Linked DNA regions of Sus scrofa: all the other regions are linked to region 1. The links are chromatin contacts, called in public HiChIP or PLAC-seq and promoter capture Hi-C maps. All regions are on one chromosome and are shown on one strand. Each heading gives the region's core, a stretch centred on a gene start, on an enhancer-like site or on the middle of the called end of the contact. The rest is flanking DNA. Distances are from core to core; before and after follow the strand shown.

Region 1 (2,703 bases), core at 67-2,566:
AAAGCAGTGCTTTCCAAACTTCAGTTATTCCCATTCCATGATTATGGTTTTTGTCTTATTTACCAAGCAGTTGTACTACTAAAAACTTAATATTTTTTTATATATCAACTTTTCCTACTTATATAAGTTTTAGAAGTCTTTCAATTACCAGCAACATGGCTTAACACCAGTATTGTTTGCCACACATAGAAAATAAATGTTAACATAACTGCAATAAAAACAAAAGAACATTATTAACTTTCAGCTAGATATTGTTACCTGGGCAAAGTTCTGAACCTAAGGCTTGCTCTTTGTTAAAATGTGATTAATATGTGATAGGAAAGTGTTAAAGACATGGTAGCATTCGCCTGAGTTGGTCTCAAAATAATCAGAACGATTAACTGAAAAATTTTTTAATTTGATATGGAGTGGACACATGTCTGGATATCACCTAAATTCTCTCAAATTACTTCTTGACACAGGTAGATACAGTCATGAAGCACATGAGGAAGATGTTGTCTCCACTCCAGGAAGGGAAATGATTAATTACATCTCCTCACATCTCTATGACAGTTTTACATTTGCAAAGCACTTGGAAAGCTGACCACCACAGTAGTTTGGTAAAAGAAGTATAATCACACCTATCTTTTTGATTAAGAGTTCATAGATAAGACCACCGAGGGTTGGCCACTAGCCTAATAATATTAAGAGCAACATTTTATTGAACAACTACCATGCCCCAAGTCTATGATAAAGTCTCCATAGACATCATCTAAAATTTAATCCCCACGCCTGCTCTATGGGGCATGTCCTGTTATCATCCTCTTTTTGCAGATGAGGAAAGTGAAACACACAGCCAAAGAACACTGAGGTAGTGGGGGGGGGCGATGAGAAACCCCGGCAAACTAACATAACCCCTACATTTTCTTGCCCAAGGTCATAGGAGAGTAGGATCGCCGGAGAAGGGAGGGCGCTAACCTGTCAGAGACTTGTTCCTGGGTGAGCTTCTTGTCGCTCTGCAGCAGGATGGACACGTAGTGACGGATCATGCCCACGAAGAAGGTGATAATAACGATTGGCAGGACCACCCAGAGGCGGATGTTGGAGTCGAGCAGTAGCTCAGGCCCCGCCATCTTCACAGAGCGCCGGCGGCCTGCGGGTGTAGCCGGGTTTCTTTTTCCCGGGGCGCGGGGTTTCTCGTCGAGTTAGTCTCCGGGCCTTCTCACTCCCCTTAACCAGCTTGGCGGGGGACCCACCACGGTAGCCTCGGCCCTCACTCCCTTCCCCCAGGCCGGGCCACTGGCCCGCCCACTTCCGGCGCGGAAGTTTGACGTAACGGCCAGGCGCGCTCCGGTGGCGTTGGCGTGGCGGCGTGCGGGGCGGGAAAGTCGAAGCCTAGGGCGGTGACTTCTTGGCGGGTAAGTGGAGCAGCGGTCATTGTCCCTCGAGGTCCCTTGCCCTGTGGTCTGGTCCCAAGGCCCCCGCCGAGCGCGGCTTTTCCCTCTGAGGCTTCGAGCCCCAAACCTGAGCTTCCTTTGTCGCGTGCCAGTACCCACCCCCCACCCCCAGATACCTTGCTGCGTCGTTAAAATGACGAAATAAGGAGGGATTTACCGAATTGGTCCGGGCAGCCCGCCCTATCTCCTCGGCTTTCAGACTTTTCTGGAAGCGTGATGGGTTAGCACGTGTTAAAGATGTGTGCGCAGAAATCAGACGGCCTGACTTACTTTAGTTTTTCCGTCTGCAGAATGGCTGGTAGTGTTTATAAGTAGTAAACGAGGCCACGGATAAAGAATACGCTTAGCATGGTGCTTGGTATGTAGCGGATATTAACTTTTATTGGAAGCCATTATTATAATCAAGAGTACGTGTAGTTGGTAGTTAAGAGTCAAATTCTGGAGCCGGATTGCTAAATTGGAACCCCAGCTCTGCCACTCAATGTGAGAATAATAATGGTATCTACTTCAAAATGTTTTATGGCGTTCCCGTCGTGGCGCAGTGGTTAACGAATCCGACTAGGAACCATGAGGTGGCGGGTTCGGTCCCTGCCCTTGCTCAGTGGGTTAAGGATCCGGCGTTGCCGGTGAGCTGTGGTGTAGGTTGCAGACGCGGCTCGGATCCTGCGTTGCCGTGGCTCTGGCGTAGGCTAGGGGCTACAGCTCCGATTTGACCCCTAGCCTGGGAACCTCCATATGCCGCGGAAGCGGCCCAAAGAAATGGCAAAAAGACCAAAAAAAAAAAAAAAAAAAAGTTTTATGAGGAATAAATGAAGTATTAAACATAAAGCACTTAAAATAGTTTTTGCTAGCTGTTAGTAGTTACCTTCCTGCCAGCCATTCTCCTTTAGCAAATATTCTTGGAAGTTTTTAATGCCAGGTGCTGTGCTGGGGTCAAGGGATACCGAGATAAGTGACACTAGGTTCTTGCTCTCAAAGAGCCTGGCGGTAAGGGCTCCCACACATCTCTGTGGATCAGGGAAGCTGGAGTGGTAAACTCCCTGGGAATAGGAGGAACACTCTTCAAGGAAGATGGCTTTTGACTGAGTCTTTAAGGAGGTGGAGTAATTTACAGGCAGATAAGAGCATTTCAGTTGGAAAGAACACCTTATCCAAAAACACTGAGACAGGAAGGTTCTGGTTTGCAAAATAGAGTAGTAGTCCCTGTGGTTCAGACCCTCCTCTACCTCTGCAGGCTCATTTCTGACTCTACATTCTCCTTCCTGTT
Region 2 (2,703 bases), core at 121-2,620, 200 kb before region 1:
GTCGCGCCAGAGTCATTTGGTACTAAAAATCCTGGGGCCTGTCCCCACTTCCCTTCTTCCCATAGATTTCCCTCTCCTTTCAAACTGGTTTGTATTTATTTCAAAGGAAGAAAATATATTGATTCTTAGAAAATAAATGGTCTGTTTGGAATTCTTGGTTCTTGCCTTCTGCCAGGGCAAAGGGATAAAAGGTTCTCTCCCCCAGGGATGGTAAATAATTGGCCCCAAGCGGTTGCTTGTTGCTGTGTCTGCTGCATTTGTTAAGACAATAGCAAAAATAATGTGACAGCTCCCGTTCTCCATGAACTTAACTAAGTGGTAGACCCTGTGCTGAAGCACTTTTAGATAGTTTTGTATAATCCTTGAAGTAACTTTGGGCAAAGTTAATAGGGCACTTATCTCCACAAAGACATACATTGAGGTTTAGAAACATTAAGTAACTTGCCTAAGTCCCTACATCTGGGAAGTCACAGAGGTAGGATTTGCCTCTCTGCAATGCTTGCCCTTTAAACAGCATGCCAAACTGCTGGAAAAGTCTAGTGCCTGTTTCTAGTGGACTCCAGGTGCTTCAAGTTCTTTGCCAGTTGGATGGTCCAAGTACTTCTTTACAGTGGCTATAGCTGTGACCTTCCCTGTTTAGCTGCGGACTGAGCAGGAATGCAAAAGGTTACTCTTCATTCATTCCCAACCCTGACACCTCTTCTGATTTCAACATTTATTGAAGGAAAGCCCTCCAAGTCTGGGCACCTATGAGCTGGCCTGCCTACAGGTGAGAGGGCTACAGGCAAGCAGCTGTCCCTGCCTTGCAGCTACTGAGCAGGGCAATGGAGATGCTGCCAGGCTCTGTGGGTGGGTGGACACTGACAGATCAGCTGCCAGGCTCATTATTCAGATGCAGGAACCAAATATCACTACGCAGGGGAAAAACCACCCAAAGACAGTTCTTTGTCTCCTTGATTTTTAACTTTTTCCAGAATGGAAGAAGTTGCATGACACATCCTTCCTGGGCCAGTCCAAGGCGCTGGCATCTGGGCTACCTCGGGACCACACACTTGGTGGTCCTGTGGCCTCTATGGGCCGCCTGGCCCAGTCCCCGAGGAGGCCCCAGGCTGGCTGCATCTGCAGGAAGAAGCTGCTGCGTCCTGAGACAGAGTTGTTAGATCTCTCACGAAGAAGCCCGTGAGGAGGTCTGAGGCTGCAGCGTCAATGCTCAGCGACAAGGTCTCCGAGGGAAGCCGCTCAGCCGGCGGGCGCAAGGGCAGATCCTCCGGACCAGGCGCTGTGGAGACACTCAGAGGCTCAACGGAGCCGGAGCTGCATTCTGGCGCGATTCTCGGTGAAGGGGGGTTCATGGGAGGCGGACTGAGGAGGGAGAGGCTCGGTGAGAAAAGCTATCTTTGGACGGCAGGGGATAGGACCTGATTCTGAGGGCAGGCAGACCCTGAGGAGTCCCAGGGCTCTGAGGAGAATGGACAGTGAGGACTAGGGCCTGAGGGCGCTCTCTGCGACCGGGCTGCGGGACGTCGGGACGGAACCAGCGGGCGTGCGGAGCGAGCACAAGCGCAGAGAAAAAGCCCAGGGCGGGCAGCTAGCCCAGCGCGCGCCAACCGCTGAGGCGCTGCAAAGTCCACCCACCCGACGCCACGCCCGATTTTCATTGGCCTCTCTTAGCTCTCCGCCGACTGGCTACCTCTGGATCCAATTAGCCGGGCTTGAGCCCTACTTCCGGCGCTAGCGAGGTCCGCCCCTTAAGAAACCGGAAGAGCGCTTCTGCGCGCGCTTCCCAAAGTCTCAGCCGCTTGAGGACCTGTGGTGCGCGCCCAGAGGCTGTGGAGGGCAAGGGGAGGACATGTAAGGAGGATGCGCCGGAGGGTAGAGGCAGGAGATAGGACAGAATGGGAGGGGCGGAGCTTTGGTGGCCAGCAAGGGGCCGGGCCTGAGGGGAGTGAAGGAATTTAAATGAAACTAGCGGGGCTTTAAATCAATTTAGAGGTCAGGATTTGGTGGGGAGGCCTTGAGGGGCGTGGTCTTTTGGTGGTAAGTAGAGCTGCTATGGAGTGGGCAGGACCATCACGGGGCAGAGCCTGAAGTGGAAAGATTAGCCCTCTCTCCGTTCTGCCCCGTAGCATGGGGCATCGCACCCTAGCCTCTGTCCCAGCTCTATGGGCCTCCATCCCCTGCCCACGCTCTGAGCTGCGCCTGGACCTGGTTCTGGCTTCTGGGCAATCCTTCCGGTAAGTCACCCTGGCTCTTGGCTTCTAAGCACTGCAGACCTGGGACGTAAAGAATCACTGGGGGTTTGGAGTTCCCGTCGAGGTGCAGCGGAAACGAAACCAACTAGGAATCATGAGGTTGCAGGTTCGATTCCCTGGCCTCGCTCAGTGGGTTAAGGATCCGGCGTTGCCGTGAGCTGTGGTGTAGGTCTCAGACGCGGCTTGGATCTGGCGTTGCTGTGGCGTCGCTGTGGCCGTAGGCTGGCTGCTCCAATTGGACCCCTGGCCTGGGAACCTCCATATGTCGCCGCGACCTTAATAAGACAAAAGGAAAAAAAAAAAGGGGGGGAATCATTGGGGGAGATGGAAGAAACTTCAGAGTACAAAGGAGAGACTGAGGCACGGGTGGTGACCCTGTTACCTCCTTTATGAAGTGGAGATAATAAGCCTGCGGGTGCAGTGTAGCTGCAAGGATCAAATGATATAATTG
Region 3 (2,703 bases), core at 70-2,569, 190 kb before region 1:
TGGATCCAGAGTTGCTCAATGACCCCTAGCTGGGCCCCAGCAAAGACTGCTGGAGGCAAAGACCTAGGAAGGCACTGCAGCCAGACTAGGACCCATCCAGAGAACACAGCCTCTCAATCCCATCCCAGGTCCACAGAGAGTGAAGCCAAAACAGAGCTCAGTGTACTGTGTGTCCTCAGGGAGGGCCCTTTCCTTCTCTTTTTCCTCCATGGGAAAAAATGAGGGGAAGGTGCCCTGATTAGAGCTCCTAGTGTGGGATTCCACTCTTTGGATGGGACATGTTCCCAAGGGGGCCTGGCCACCAATCCCAAGGGGCAGAAACTTCTAGGAAAGGAGACTTGGTGGTAAGCTGTAGAGGCAGAATTTTAAACCCACCTGGAAGCCTGGCAGATATGAACCTCACAGTTTCACATCAAAAGCCACCCACACCCCTGAACCCAAACACCTGCCTCCAGCACACGCCATCCCCAGTTACTCTGACACTTGATCACACATGTACACCCGGACGTCAGCACACACATCCAAACACACACTCCCCCAGACATCCTCACACCCAAACATCCCTCTCATACCCCAAAACACACATCCATACACACCTTGATGACACCCAGACAGGCAGACACACACACTCACCTGTATACCAGACATCCCAGATTCATTCATACCTTTATCCTAGAAGCTCTTCAACTGCAAATCCTTATACTCCTAACTCCAAACATGGTCAGCACACAACTGTATACGTCCCCAACTCTGACTTACTGCCCTTTTGAGCTGGATACCAGCACACCACAACACCTGGACATATATCTGCAACAAAAGCACTGACTCCCAGACATCCGCACGGATACCCTTATACACCAACATGCTGCAACTTCATATCTGAAGCCCCTTGCCAAAGCTAAGTCACTCTCATATCCCAACACATCCATACCTCCAAATGCCCAGTCCTTCCACATTCAGGCCCAGCTGAAGGCAGACACGCACGCACACACATCCCTTCCCCACCTTCCTCTTTTACCCACTCAGTTTCCCACCGGCACCTGCTGGGCCTGGGGCAGAGGTTGGGGAGTGAGGCCCGGCCCTGCCCATCTAGAGTCCGGCACGCCCGGGCTCCCCTTTCCATCCTTGGGGGAGGGTATCCAGCGGCTGCGCCCAGGGTCGGGCGGCGCGGCTTTGGGCTTGTACCTGCGGCTGCCCCGCCGCGGGGCTGGCTGGGAGGCCGGAGGTGCCTGGTGCTGGGCTCTGGCCGCTGGCCGCTGGCCGCCGTCCGCCGCCCGCCGCTGCTGCGCGCCTGGCCCCGCCGCCGGCTCTCTCGCTGGGGCTTGGTTCGGACTCGGCTGGCTCCCTCCGCCCGCCTGCGGCTCTGATGTCAGTGGAGGAGGAGCCTGCGACGGAGGGACTGGGGACTGGGAGGTGAGGCTCCGCTCCCGGGCTGGGAAAGGGGCGAGAGGTCAGGAGTTAACAGCGGCCGCCCTTCGTGCAGGTCAGATCCTCCGCTGGGTTCTTTTCATCCTTCGTCATCAGGCTGGGTCCCCGTTTCACAGTAGGAACAACTGAGGCACAGAGAGATGAAGCGCTCAAAGTCAGTTGGTCAGAAGCAGAGTCGAATTCGAACACAAGTCTGTCTGATGCCGGAAGCTGGCCATTTTCGCCCTATCTCTAGGAGTTTCTTTCAGACCAGTTCTGGGAGCTCCCTTAGGGTTGGGCGCTGTCCTACTCTCCCTGCCCCTGTCCGCCCCTGGGAATTAGGCCCAGGGAAGAGCTCTAGAGACTGAGAGGAGTGGAGGCCTGGGGCCGTTCGGAAAGGACAAGGCAAGGGTAGGTGATGAAGAGAATTGAGACAGTCTTAGGGTGGGGATCCCATTTGACTTGCGGGAAAACTGAGGTCCCTCTCTGAGGCAGAGCTAAGGCTCTAATTCTCCACACCTGCAGAGCTGATGCTCTAATTCCCTACACCTGCGGGCCAGATCGGGTGTGGTGCCCAGAGGGACTGGGGCGGGGAGGGAAGGGGGAGGGGGGAGAGTTAAATCTGGATCCTCGTGGAAGCGGGCCAAAGAGGACCACGTGACTGGGCTGGCGCCAGCGGCCTTTGGCTCAGGGCCAGGTTGGGAGAGGAAGCCCAAAACCGCTCTGGGGCGGCGGGCAAGGGGCCAAAAGACCTGGTCTGTGTCCTCTTGAGCAAGGCCTTCCTTGGGGAGAAGGGACTGAGGGAGCAACTCCCAGAAAGAAGGGGTGGGGCTGGACTGGAGCCAGCCGGAGGAGGCACGTTTCTGGGGACCCCCCACTCCACCTCATGGCCGCTCCTCAATCTTGAATTCCTGCATTTTACAGCTGCAGATAGGGAGAGGACAATGCTTAGCTCAATCTCATTTTCAATTGGCTTTTCCCTGTCTTAACCTCAGGACTGTGTCCGAAGGTGGTCAGGTTATTGTGCCCATTCTACAATGAGAGAGGAAGAGGTTCCTAGAAAGGCTTTAGAGACTAACTTTTCTGAGTCACACTTTACCTCTCTTAGCCTCAATTTCTTCATTTGGAATATGGAATATTGATGACTGACTCAGAATTTTCCTGAGAATTCTGTGGGATAATGGATGTGACGTGCCTGGAGTACCACCGGGGTTCAAAATATGACAGCTAGACTTACTTTAGGGTAAACTGAGGTTCAGAGAAGGAACCTGTTTTTTCTGGGGTCAGGGGACTAAG
Region 4 (2,703 bases), core at 54-2,553, 180 kb after region 1:
TTATGAAATGTCTAGAACAGTCAAAGCCATGGAGATAAACCAAGTGTGTGTGTGTACTTGGGGGTGGGTGTGAGTTGCTTTCTGGAGGGGAGTGGTAATGAAAACAAGATTTTAGGGTAACGAAATGTTCTAAAATTAGATTACAGTACTGGTTGGACAACTCTGATTACATAAAATTACCCATAGAATTATATATCAGTGAACTTCATGCTATGTAAATTGCATCTCAGTAAAGCTGTTAGAAATACAAATACACAGTGGTTACTCTGACATATTTAATAATTTTTTTATCTTAAGGCTCCGCTTCTCTCTCATTTATTATATATATATTTTTTTTCTTTTTTTCTACAGATATTTTCACTCATGCTCTGGATCCTGTGTTTTTTCACATCTTCTTCAACAGTACTTTTGGATTACTTCATTCTTTTTGCCGGGTATTCTTTTGTATGGGTATTCTGTAATTTATGTGACTAGCCTCACTCACCGGATACTGTTTTCATTCTTGCTACTACAGGGCCGCCTTCCAAAATGTTACACCAATTTACCGTCAATTGGTGATATATGGGGGCACTTTGCCCCACATCCTTAGCTACAAATGATATTCTCATGCTTTTTGATCATTGCTAATCTAATGAGTGAAAACAATTTTATTTGCACTTTTTAAATGAGCCATTTTTTCATGTTAGCCTTGGTGATTTGTTTCTGTTCATCGGGTCATTTCCTTCGCCCACTAAATTATCTTCTTGCCAGAGTTTTAGCGTAGTTTAGGACATCAGTCCTTTGTCATGTGTTGCCAATATTTTTCCAAGTTTGTATGTTGTCTTTTAACTTTGTCTTTTTTTTTTTTTTTTTTGCGAGGGGTAGCTTTCTCCCTCTCTCTCGGCTTCTAATTTCTAATTCCAATTCTTTCATTTTCCGGGTTTGTCACTTGGTCTCTGAGCCAGTTTCCTCCTGTGTAAATGGGCTGATGAGGTTGGTGTCGGTTCACGAGCGCATCCAGATCAGAATGCGTCCGGCTAAGCGGAGGGAAAGCGTTGAGCAGCAGAGAGCCGCAATCTGAGAACCCGGGATCGCCAACGCCCCCTACCTCCATCGCTGGCAGACCTGAGACACTGCGGCCCAGCCTCAGCTTCGCGCTCTTACAGCACACGTGAGTGGCCCTGCCGGGTCTAGCGTCCAACCAATGAATGAGCTTCGTAAGGCGTAGGGCCCCGCCTCCCAGCCTCCTGACCAGCAGGCAAGCTCCGTCTTGCTTGGAGTCCCGCCTCTTTCCATTTGAGCAATGGGCGTTCTTCGTTCAGCGCAAGACCCGCCCCCGTCGCACGCCGGAGCTGCGAGCCGTAGGGCTCGTTCCGGGAGGCGGACGCAGCGAAGGCTAGTGTGGTCCGAGCTCCGGAGAAGCAAGGCCAGCCCCGCGGGGCTAAGGCTGTCAGCGAGCAGGCGGCCGGTGCGAAACCTCAGGGCCGTGGGGGGGGGGTGCGGGGTCGACGTCTGGGCCGCTGCAGCAGGGACCAAAGGCGGGGCGGGGCGGGCCCAGGGGCGCCCTAAGCAGGCGGACTGGTACGCCGCCGGCTTCTGAAGGGCGGCTCAACCCCTTGCGGCCCGGGGCTGGTCGGCGGGGCCGCGGGGGCAGGGCGGACTGCACGCCGGGTCCCGCCCTGCTCTGCGGCCCGTGCTCGGCGTTCCGGGCCTCCGGGCCGCGCGCCCGACTAGGGACTGCGGGTCTGGCCTCCAGGTGTGGATCTAACAGCTCCCTGTGGCCTTTCGGAGAGCTCTGACACCTTTGAAAGGCTTTGTATCGCCAGCTCCATCGTAGTCCCGGAAACGCTTTGACATCTGCAAAGTAGCTCTGTGCAAACTGAAGCGCTTGGTAATCGCGGAAGCACGTTGTGGGCTTGGAAACCGAATCGAACGAAGCCTTTGGTAAATCCTGGGATCATTTGGAATTCTCTGAAGCGCTTTGGAATCGCACACATTCGAAGCGCTTTGGCATCTCTGAAGCCTTGAACTGTGATGGGCAGTGGAAAGAAGGGGGAAAGGTCAGTGAGGCCAGACCCTGGCTCTGACAAATTGGCTTGCCCTACCCCAGGGGATCCTGGGATGGCGGGAGTCTGAGGAGCGGCTGCCAGCAGGCCTGGTGGTGGACTCCAGCCCCCTCTTTACCTTGCAGGTGCCCATGGCGTCGGAGCGGCGCAAGGTCAAGTACCACTGGAGCAGCACTTCGGAGCGGAGTTCCCGCAAGCGCAGCTGCCTCCGGGAGCCCAGTGATGTGGCCCCCTCCAGCCGGCCAACTCACAGCTCTGCAGCGCGTTCTGGAGGGGCCAGCAGCCCCAAGCGCCTGAAAGCCCAGAAGGAGGAAGATGTGGCCTGCTCGCCGAGGTTGTCCTGGGGCTCATCCCGCCGCAGAAGTTCCTCTCTTCTTCCTCCTCCCATTCCTCTGGCCCAGGTGTGGGTGGGGCCGCCTCCAAGGGAGGCCTGATTCGGAGCTCACAGGGGTTCCTTTCGTCAGGGGACTCCCCTGGCAAACCCTCTCTAGAAGAAATGGCTTCTCTAGAGGAGGAAACCTGCAGCCTTAAGGTAAGTGGCCTCAACGCCTAGCAAACGTTGAAGCTCTTTCCGCTTGGCTTGATATGTCGGGGGTGGGACTTTTTTTTGTTTGTTTGTTTTTGTTTTTGGTGAAAGGATACCAAAAAAAGATCTTGT

The links. Promoter capture Hi-C pulls out the DNA fragments that hold promoters and counts their contacts. HiChIP or PLAC-seq counts read pairs in DNA pulled down with a chosen protein or histone mark.
Region 2: a contact with region 1 is called in a promoter capture Hi-C map of liver, with 4 times the contacts expected there. The contact joins the promoter of OGG1 here to the promoter of EMC3 in region 1. A contact is called at or near these places in 1 of 5 promoter capture datasets (liver), 2 of 47 Hi-C or Micro-C datasets (embryonic fibroblasts and fetal liver) and 2 of 2 datasets of contacts at active chromatin or transcription factors (alveolar macrophages and skeletal muscle).
Region 3: a contact with region 1 is called in an H3K27ac HiChIP or PLAC-seq map of alveolar macrophages. The contact joins the promoter of CAMK1 here to the promoter of EMC3 in region 1. A contact is called at or near these places in 1 of 5 promoter capture datasets (liver), 1 of 47 Hi-C or Micro-C datasets (embryonic fibroblasts) and 2 of 2 datasets of contacts at active chromatin or transcription factors (alveolar macrophages and skeletal muscle).
Region 4: an H3K27ac HiChIP or PLAC-seq map of alveolar macrophages shows a contact between it and region 1. The contact joins the promoter of TATDN2 here to the promoter of EMC3 in region 1. A contact is called at or near these places in 1 of 47 Hi-C or Micro-C datasets (liver) and 1 of 2 datasets of contacts at active chromatin or transcription factors (alveolar macrophages).

The regions. Positions count from the first base shown.
Region 1 is chr13:66,240,647-66,243,349 of Sscrofa11.1, forward strand. EMC3 (ER membrane protein complex subunit 3) reads right to left here and starts at 1,317. Exons shown (of 8, transcript XM_003358517.4): 1 at 958-1,317. The coding sequence starts at 1,112. FANCD2 (Fanconi anemia group D2 protein) reads left to right here and starts at 1,305. Exons shown (of 44, transcript XM_021069313.1): 1 at 1,305-1,397.
Region 2 is chr13:66,037,299-66,040,001 of Sscrofa11.1, forward strand. It overlaps OGG1 (N-glycosylase/DNA lyase), which reads left to right and starts at 1,371. Exons shown (of 10, transcript XM_001928192.7): 1 at 1,371-1,851; 2 at 2,127-2,234. The coding sequence starts at 2,128. BRPF1 (peregrin) reads left to right here. Exons shown (of 12, transcript XM_021069303.1): 12 at 1-148.
Region 3 is chr13:66,053,939-66,056,641 of Sscrofa11.1, forward strand. It overlaps CAMK1 (calcium/calmodulin dependent protein kinase I), which reads right to left and starts at 1,320. Exons shown (of 14, transcript NM_001190195.2): 1 at 1,186-1,320.
Region 4 is chr13:66,420,169-66,422,871 of Sscrofa11.1, forward strand. TATDN2 (putative deoxyribonuclease TATDN2) reads left to right here and starts at 1,304. Exons shown (of 9, transcript XM_003132363.6): 1 at 1,304-2,039; 2 at 2,171-2,411; 3 at 2,414-2,577. The coding sequence starts at 2,177.